2 separate regions of the Hordeum vulgare genome follow, and region 1 is linked to region 2. Evidence: chromatin contacts called from public Hi-C data. All regions are on one chromosome and are shown on one strand. The core of a region is the stretch at or near the end of the contact, and the rest is flanking DNA. Distances in the headings are between cores, read along the strand shown.

The links. A called contact is a pair of places that touch in the nucleus more often than the background predicts.
Region 1: a contact with region 2 is called in a Hi-C map of leaf, with 5 times the contacts expected there. The contact joins the promoter of LOC123410435 here to the promoter of LOC123407598 in region 2. A contact is called at or near these places in 1 of 6 Hi-C or Micro-C datasets (leaf) and 1 of 1 datasets of contacts at active chromatin or transcription factors (embryo).

The regions. Positions count from the first base shown.
Region 1 is chr7H:206,730,245-206,734,915 of MorexV3_pseudomolecules_assembly, forward strand. It overlaps LOC123410435 (protein NUCLEAR FUSION DEFECTIVE 4-like), which reads left to right and starts at 2,937. Exons shown (of 3, transcript XM_045103379.1): 1 at 2,937-3,883. The coding sequence starts at 3,548.
Region 2 is chr7H:206,104,119-206,108,784 of MorexV3_pseudomolecules_assembly, forward strand. It overlaps LOC123407598 (nuclear transport factor 2-like), which reads right to left and starts at 1,311. Exons shown (of 2, transcript XM_045100762.1): 1 at 890-1,311. The coding sequence starts at 1,186.

The DNA.
Region 1 (4,671 bases), core at 1,687-4,186, 630 kb after region 2:
ACCATACCTCTCCCGGAGGGTGTGTGATGTCAAGGCTCGTGTCCTCCTCCCCGGGCGGCCAAGTTTTTTGCGGCTTGAATAACACCTTCCATAGTTTTGCTATTGGTAGTGCTGTAGAAGTGGTGCATGCCGACCGACTCTTTGGGATTGAAGGACCACATGGGGGTAGCCCGATATTGACAAGGGAGGAGGCGACGACGTAGCATGATGTGAACCACGTTGCTCAGTTCAATCTTCTTCTTCACCAGATGGGAGACACACCTCTGTAGTGACTCCTCCTCCTCGTCTGACCCCCAATCGATTCCCTTCCTCGTCCATGGCACCAGTCTGGTAGGAGGTCCGGATCTAAATCTGGAGGGTGTTGCCCACTCTGTATCACGTAGTTTGGTGATGTACATCCACTCCTGCTGCCAAATCTTGACAGTGTCTATAAAAGAACTGTCCAACCATTGTACCAGGGGGCTTGCTAATCATCACTATCGTGCAGCATGCGTGCTCGCCGCTAACCACCTTCGGCTTTACATTGAAAACTTTCAACCATAAACCAAACTGGGGTTGGACCCGTAGAAAGGCCTCGTAGACGATGATAAAAGTCGAAATGTGCATCAAAGAGTTCTTGGGGAGGTCATGGAAATCCAACCCGTAGAAAACATCAAATCCCTTACAAAGGGGTGGAGTGGGAAGCCGAGGCCCCAGAGGAAGTGAGGTATGAACACCATCCTCTCACCTTCTTTTGGCGTGGGGATGACTTGACCCTTCTCTGGAGCGCGATGAACAATGTTGGTCGACAGGTAACCGGCACGCTTCAGCTCCGAGATGTCATTGTTTGTGACACGCGAGGCATCCCACTTGCCTTTAGAGCCCGAGCAGTCCATGACCAAATTCGGGAAGAGGTTTAAAGATATTGGGGGCAGAATGAGCTTGGGAGCTTGGAGCTCAGAAGATTAGGGAAGGCAATGGTGAAGCGAGATCTAAAAGGTGTATGGAGGATGTGGTGGTAGTTTACCTTTTATAAACTGTCGTAATACCAAGAGCCCCTTTTGTGCACCGTGAACCTCACCACTTCTCGATATATCGTGCAGTTATGCGCGCATGGGATAGCCCAAATCATAAACTGTATCCCCTAAAAAGCGGGGCATGATCTTCATATTGATGGAACGTGCCAATGAAAAAGTTGCCTCCAACCGTGAATTGAGTTTTTGTAACTGGTTAGCGGTCATGACCGTCTGCGATCTTTCGCTAAAAAGTTATCACACAGAAGCATTGTTCACACTCGAACGATTGGCCTTTGAGGCTAAATAACACATATTGTTTGGAAACAGGGAAATCATTGGTGGGCGAACTAATACTGGCCAAACATAAATGGGGAGAGGAACTCGCCCCGCAAGCCGAAGACCTTGGACGCAAGAAGCTGCTAGGAATCAAGACTATGGCGTTGGTGGCCAGTTCAGGGGTCACTGAGGGAGTACAAGACTAAGGGGTCCTCGGGTCGCTGACCTATCTTCACAGGATGGACTCATGGGCTGCCCTATGATTATCATTGAAGGGCCAAACTATAAGACGACACCGTGTCCAGAAAGTAATTTTCCGAAGCCTTGGTGTATGCTCCAAGTCAAGATGATAATATCGACATGTTTCTTCCCGGATGTAACCGACATTGTGTAACCCTAGGTACCCCTAGTATTTATATAAACCAGAGGGTTTTAGTCTGTAAGGCAGATCGGGATTAAGATCAATACCGCACAGCCTAGCCAATCATAGGCACGACCCATCAAGCCAACCTCTTCGTAGTAAGCCGACTACCCGAGGACCCCTTAATTTCGAACTCCCTCACCCATCACCTCCATGTACTACAAGAGAACAACAAAGGCGTAGAAAGAGATCAACAAACGGCGCATACATCGGTGTCTACTTTGTTGTAGCCCACGTCATGGGGGCGGCGATGGCAGCCAAAACCCTAGCAAGATCGCATGTGCGATTAGCCAGCTATTTGTTACAAGTGACACTAACCTCTTACACATTTAAGCTTGGGCTGAAATAACGTGAATTGTAACATAAGGCTACTTGTATATGGTATTATATTTGCATAGTATCATCAATTAGTATGTACTTTCTTCGTTCCTAAATATAAGTCCTTTTAAAGATTTCATTAGAGGATTTACGGAGCAAAATGAGTGAATCTTCACTCTAAAGTATATTTATATGCATCCATATGCGGTCTTATAATGAAACCTCTAGAAAAACATATATTTAGGAACGGAGGGAGTAGACGATACCGTGCATAACATTTCTTATAATACAATATCTATCTGTGTTAACTCTTTTTTCTTAGTTGTTTGCCATATCAACGTGTTTGCTACTCCCTCCGTTTCTAAATATTTTTTTAAAGAACATACTAGGAATCATATATAGATGTATATTGACATAATTTAAAATGTAGATTCATCCATTTTGTTTTACATAAAATAAATAGTTCATAGTAAAAATTCTAAAAAAATTATATTTAAGAACGAAGGGAGTAGTCTCTGTGCTTGATACCTGCTAAAATACCGTCACTGTGGCCAGCGTAAACTCCATGCGCTGTCATCAGCAGTTGATCTTTTATCGAGATTTTTCCATTTTAATTAATGAAAGGGGCGTTTTCCGTAATGACTTCTCCTGAATGGCTGAATCGTGGAAAAGGAAGAAGGGGAAAGAATATGAGAAAGAAACAGGCGACGCCGGGCTAGAGCACGCTAGGCGACGTGCGGGCGCCGAATTATTTAGTCACGGGCAGGGACAGCGAAACAACCGTACGCCGCTTAAACCGCACAGAAACGACCATATCTCGGGCCCCATCCCGTCCCCTGCGTTGGAGTTTTCCGCCACCGCTGCCGGTGACGAAACACTCGTGGAATCCATATCCACACATTTTCGCCGGTCGCGAGGTGCGCCTTGTCCCGCGCCGCCGCCCACCCAATTCCCATCTACACCTCGCTCGCTCGCTCATCACTGTCTCCCCGATGCGCACCATCATCACCGTCACCTGCGACCAGCCTCGTGCCCATCCACCGCGCATCGGAGCGCACAGTGTCGTGTCAAAGTCCGGGCTTGTCGCCTTGCCTCCGTCCCCTCCCTCCTCTCACCATCTTCCACGCGGGCCCACTACCCACCGGCTGCCGTGCCGCCTCCCAGAGAAAAAACGAGCTCAAATCCGCTGTTTTCTTCTCTTCCTTTTTCCCGACTTGCTCTGCTTGTTCGGACCTGGCCATTTATGCGCGGACACACGTTTTTGTCAGCACTAATCAACGCCAGCGGGGCCGATCGTTGCTGATTCCGCATCCCGATCCACGGCTCCCTCAAGGGTCGTCCTCGTCACTTCGACTCCTCTCGCGGCCGGTTCATTGCTTGCCTCCAAGAAACCGTCGGCTTGGCCTCTCATTCCCCTCCCAAATCCGTCCTGTTAATAGGCCGAGCTCGGCTTCTTGCATTAGGCTCTCGGGGCTGCTGCTCGCTGCGGATTCCAGTGTTGATTCGGGTTGGAGCTTTGGGGCAGGTGCTGCAGGCAATGGCGGAGGTGCGGAGCCGGGTGCGGGGGTTCCTGCGGAACCGGTGGCTGGTGTTCGTGGCGGCGATGTGGATGCAGTCGGTCGCCGGGGTGGGGTACCTGTTCGGCAGCCTCTCGCCGGCGATCAAGTCCTCGCTGGGGTACAACCAGCGCCAGGTGGCCAGCCTCGGCGTCGCCAAGGATCTGGGCGACAGCGTCGGCTTCCTCGCCGGCACGCTCTGCGCCGTGCTGCCGCTCTGGGCCGCGCTCCTCATCGGCGCCGCGCAGAACCTCGTCGGATACGGCTGGGTCTGGCTCGCCGTCACACACCGCGTCCCCGTGCCACCGCTCTGGGCGGTAAGATCCGTTTCCTTGCCCTCCAATCATTTAGTCCTCCCATTTCTTTCTCCTTTCTGCAATTCCAATGCTTGCATGGCCGCATCAAACCTTGCTGTTCTTGGTACGAAAATTCGCTGTGACTTTTGTGCTAAAATGAAGCGTGCACGATGCTTTAATGGAAGAAACTCATGTTCTACTGTGCTTCGTATCATTAAGCTGTACCTCCGGACTTCATGTCTCCTTATGCCACTAGTGAACGGAGCACGCATACTAACTGCACGCCTGTCTCCAATGATGGAGAGTCGCTATTCGGTCGAGTTCCTTGTTTCGGAATACCGTTGCTGTTGGACTTCAATGCTTTCTTGTTCCTCCAAGATGTTGAAAGTTATGTTCAGAAATATTTGACAGATTTTTATTTGTTGGCTCAAAACAGTTAAAACTGTTTCTGCCGTGTGTACTAAGAATATTCTAACGCGCAGCATGTCGAATATGCTTCCGAGTCATCGGTGTGCACCTATATTATTCTTCCAAAGTGTTAGTGGTCGCTTTCTCGCTTCCCATGTGTCTTCAGTTAACTTTCATTATGTAATATCCTGAAAAGCACTGAGGTTGATATAGTTCATAGTATCAACTAACAATGTTCAACCTGAATTTTTCACTCTGTACTGCTATTATCAGCCTGTCTAATACAGCCGCAACAGAATGACCTAGAAATTCTAGTTAAACAAGTGAACTAACATCCCCATTGAGTTTCCAAGAGTAGGATTGTGAGTTAATAATTTGCTATGTGAAATCTCAAAGCAACA
Region 2 (4,666 bases), core at 61-2,560:
ACTAAAATGGCAATCACTACATATGGCCAAAGCCAGCAACAAAGAGTCATAACTGAGCCCAAAAAAATTGAAGATAACACTTGGAAACACAACAGTGATAGATTTACAGAAAAATCCAACCATACTGCAAAGCATGGTCCCAGAGAATGAAATAATTTAGAGCAATCAGTAACAAAGAGCGATCAGCACCAAACTACAGGCCACTATATACTCAATAATGGTGAATTTTAGGACAGACTAAAATTCCAACATATCCTTATAGAGACTATACGCGCTGCAACTACCCCAAGAAAACAATAATACTACATCTACTTAACCTGTTACATAATCTTACATAACCTTCCCTTTAATTCTCTCCCTCCCTCCCTGATTTTCAAGGGTGTGGCCCCCCTCTCTTTCCTTCATCCAATTAGCAGTTGCCAAATCAATTGCATTACGTAAAGTGCACGTAACTTTACGTGGATGTAGCATTCCTGCCAAGAAAAAGTAAATCTGGAAACGTGCCTACGAAACAATGGAACTGCCAAAAGGAGATCCCAAGGGCGATGGGAATGACACAATTCCGGGATAAAGGTCTATAAATGTCCACACCCAGGTCCAAACAAATCTAGCATAGCCAAATTAATCAAGTACCATCAGTGATGAGAAAAGGATATAAATTAAGTTGACAGACCCCACCGATCATGATAACAAAGCATAGATCACAGAAACGAAATTGAGGGCCTTTACTTCTATGGAAGCCGTATGATTTGGGATTTTGGAACCAAACGAAGGATCGCAGTAGTGATCGCGGTAGTGAGTATCAGATCAGCACATACGAGAACCAAACAAGAGAAATATTGGATGAGGGGAAGGGCGAGAGGGGCCGAATCGTGTGGGTGCTGCAGACCTGTGAGAACTTGAGGGGGTGCTCGCCGGGGCCGGTGGTGATGGTGCCGGAGACGAAGACGAGGACGCCGCCCTGGGGCCCCGAGGGCTGGCAGTCGACGGTATCGATCTTGTGCTGGCACTGCTGGAAGGGGAGAGATCCGAGCTTGCCAGCGATGGCGGCGGGGCCGCCGAACTTCTCGCCCTCGAAGGTGAGCATGGAGCCGTCCTGGTACAGCCCCACCAGCGCGGCGCGGTTGGAGTCGAACGTCTGGTAGTAGTGCTGAACGAACGCCTTCGACACCGAATCGGGATCCATTGCCTCTCCCTCTGCGCGCCGCGCCTCGCCTCGCTTAGGGTTTGGAGCTCTGGATGCGGAGGCTTTGGGTGTTGGGAGCCGGAGTTTGGTAAGTGGGGGAGAGGGGTTCGTGAGGGGAATAATAATTGCTGGCGATTGGGATGGGGATGGCCGGGGTGGGGGCTGGGCGTGGGAAGGACGCTACGCCGTTGGGGCTGGCCCGTCGATGGGACAAATTCTTTTTCCAACCTAAAGTGTTATAAAATATAGGTCTGACCTCGGATTTAAAAATAATAATCAGATCTAACCTCTTTGGCTGATGTCAACATCCTGACGTTTGGATTGCACGGGAGACGTCACGGACCGTGGCGTTTGGGTTGGACCCGCTCCATCCTCCCCTGTTGCTGCCCTGTTGATGTGGCAAAGGGCCACACGCCAAGCACCCTCGCGCGTGGTCGTCAGGCCCAAACGCCACACACCCCGGCGTGTGGCCCAATTAAGTCAGCCAGCCGCACGGGCTCGCCCCACCCGGTGGATCTTTGTTCATCTCCAGCCAGAGCGCATCTGGCTCTCGCCACCTTTTCGCTCTCACACTTCACCTCTCCTATTCTACTCCCTCCTCCACCAAAGTGTGTGGATCCAAACCCCCCAATCATCCTTGAGGTAATCTTCCTCAATCTTTTTTTAAAAAGTTAGCATCTTATTTTCAGAGTATTTGTAAAGAACGGGTGATGTTAGATAAGTAGATTATTTCTTAGTTTTAGGGATTTCTTTGTAGTTGTTAGATTGTATAGATTTGTTCAATATGTCGGTATATTACTTTTGCCTTTGGGGCATTTTGTTGAATATGTTAGTATATGATGTGTTGTAGATTTTTTTTAATAATTTAGTGTTGATATGATGTGGGCATAATGGATTGATCTTAGGCAACCAAAATTGTCATTGATGTGCTTAATTCATTATTGTTGTTTTTAGATGGGGAGACTTGTTAATGTTCATTATATGGACAAGGAGGCATTTTTGACTAACAATGCCGATGGGGATGAGGAAGCCATTGTTTTTGTACAAACCCTAGCTATGATGAGCTTGTTGCAAAAGTGAGACATGTCTTAAAGTGGATGGACCTCAATGATTGTGTTAAGTTAATAGGAAGGTATGATGTTGGAGTTGGAGTCAAATCTCGCTTGAAAAATATGCCTATCACCTCTGACCTCATTGGAACGTGTACAAGGAACAAGTTAACAAATCAGATGACAAGTCAATTGAATTGTTTGCCACGAAGGTTGAACCACCTCGGGCTGAAATTGACTTGAACCGGCTTGTCTCTTCCCCAATGACCGAGAGGACAAGTGTGCCTTTTGTTGAGCAAAGGATTATGATTGATGCCTCCAATGCTTATAGTCAACCACCAACTAGCAAAGAAAGTGAGGTTGAATTGCATGCCCCTAATGCTTGTAGCCCACCGCCAACCAGCCAAGCAAATGAAGTTGATGTGATTGCTAGTGAGGAAGTAATTCAAAAGGATGTTGATGGTGATTTCGATGAGGTAGAGGAAGGGTTTCATGGTATTTATGTTGGTGACTTAGATGCGTACATAGCACAAAAGGAGATGAATCGTGAGTTACCTTTTAGGTGTCTATATGGGTATGACTCAGATGACGAAGGTCCTCGGAAAGAATTGGACGAGGATGGATTCACGAAGGAGGACAACCAAATTCACTTTGAGTTGACCGGCTTGGAAAAAAGAACTCATCTGTTTTGAGATCTTAGCCTTGCCCATAAAACCGTAGTTGATGGTGGCATGAGAAATACGGAGATTGAGCCAACACCTTGCCCTGATCCAGGCGAACCAGGGGATGAGGATGAGGACGAGAATGCTTATTTGAAGAAAGGAGTGAAGTTCCCAACTTTGGCTGCCATGAAGGTTTGGTTGTCCGACCATGCCATTCGGAACCACATGCCATTTTATGTTGAGCACTCCGACATAGTTTTGCGGTTCACCGTGAAGTGTGAGAAAGCAGATGAAGGATGTCCATGGAAGGTTAGTGCAAGAAAGTTAGAAGAAACCGGAGAATGGGTGTTAAGAAGTTGTGTTCCCACTCATTTTTGCAGACGACCAAAGAAACGTGATCGTAAGACACACCATCAACTCACGTTTGAGTACCTGGGATACAAATTTATGAGAGACATAGTTGTTGATCCCACTGTCAAAGTGAGGTTTCCCATGAGGACGGCGAGGAATCACAAGTGTTATAGGTCGTGGTGGTGGTCGTAGAGGAAGCACAAGTGTTAGAGGTCGTGGTGGTGGTCGTAGAGGAAGCACAAGTGTTAGAGGTCGTGGTAGTCGTAGAGGATATGTTGATAATGGATCATCATTCGGTTATTTGCTTAATCTAGATGGTTGATGGAAGAATAATGGTATATTACGTATTCATAGAAGTCATTTGATTTCTTGTTTTATTTTTTTGTATTTAAATATTTTGTTTTTGTATTTTGCTAACAAGTGTTTATTCATTTTGTAGGCATGTCTTCATCCGGTTCGGTGACGAGGCTGTCGTGCGCCGACCAAGAGGACATGCCAAAAAAGTGGATGGCGGCCGAGTTGGACAAGACCAAGGAGAAGGATGTGCCCACACCACCATGTTGGTGCGGTGATTTTTGCAAGGTGAAGGTGTCCATTGATCGTAAACAAGAATGGACAGAAGGCAGAAGATTTTTCGTATGTCCCAACTACGTACATGATAAACCGAGGCCAACTAACACATATGACTTACCACCGGTATGTTGGATGTGACATCCAAATATCTTTAATTTGTTTGAACTCATATTACTAATATAAACATGTCTTTTATGTAGTCGCCTCCGCCTCTTTGCAAGTACTTCTTTCTCTTATCTGTGCCTTTCTTCTTCTTCGTCGTCGGTTGTGACAGCTGTGACGGCTGTGGAGCATCAATATCTACCTCATGCTCCTGTGCCTGGTCCTCTTGTATTTGGTCCTCTTCTTCTGTATCATCGATGGTCAGATGACGACGTCTAGCTTTGGAGGAGCGGCTAGTACCAGCTGTAAACACGTCCATGGACTGAGCATCGTGGCAAGAAAGCATAGCTTCCCACTTGTGGAACCTTGCCTTAAACTTTTGAGACAACACAAAACACTATGTTAGACGCAAATAACTAATCCATTAAGACAAGCATTTGTAAACATGGTCATACCTCCACCGTGGTCCTAAGAGTTCTTTCAGATAATGCACCTCCTGGGGGATGACTTAGTGCTACATTGACATCATTCACGCACATAAGGAACTCTCTGTCCTACAATTCATTAACACAACAAACATTATTATTTAAAAAAGACAAGGTAATGCAAGTAGGTTCAAGTTAATTCAATTACCAATCTGTCATGCATGGGTGCATAGTCAACTTGACTCCCTACGGTCTCTCGCACAACCATGTTGAATGCATGATAACCTTCTATAGCTGATGGATCTTCCGACACCAACT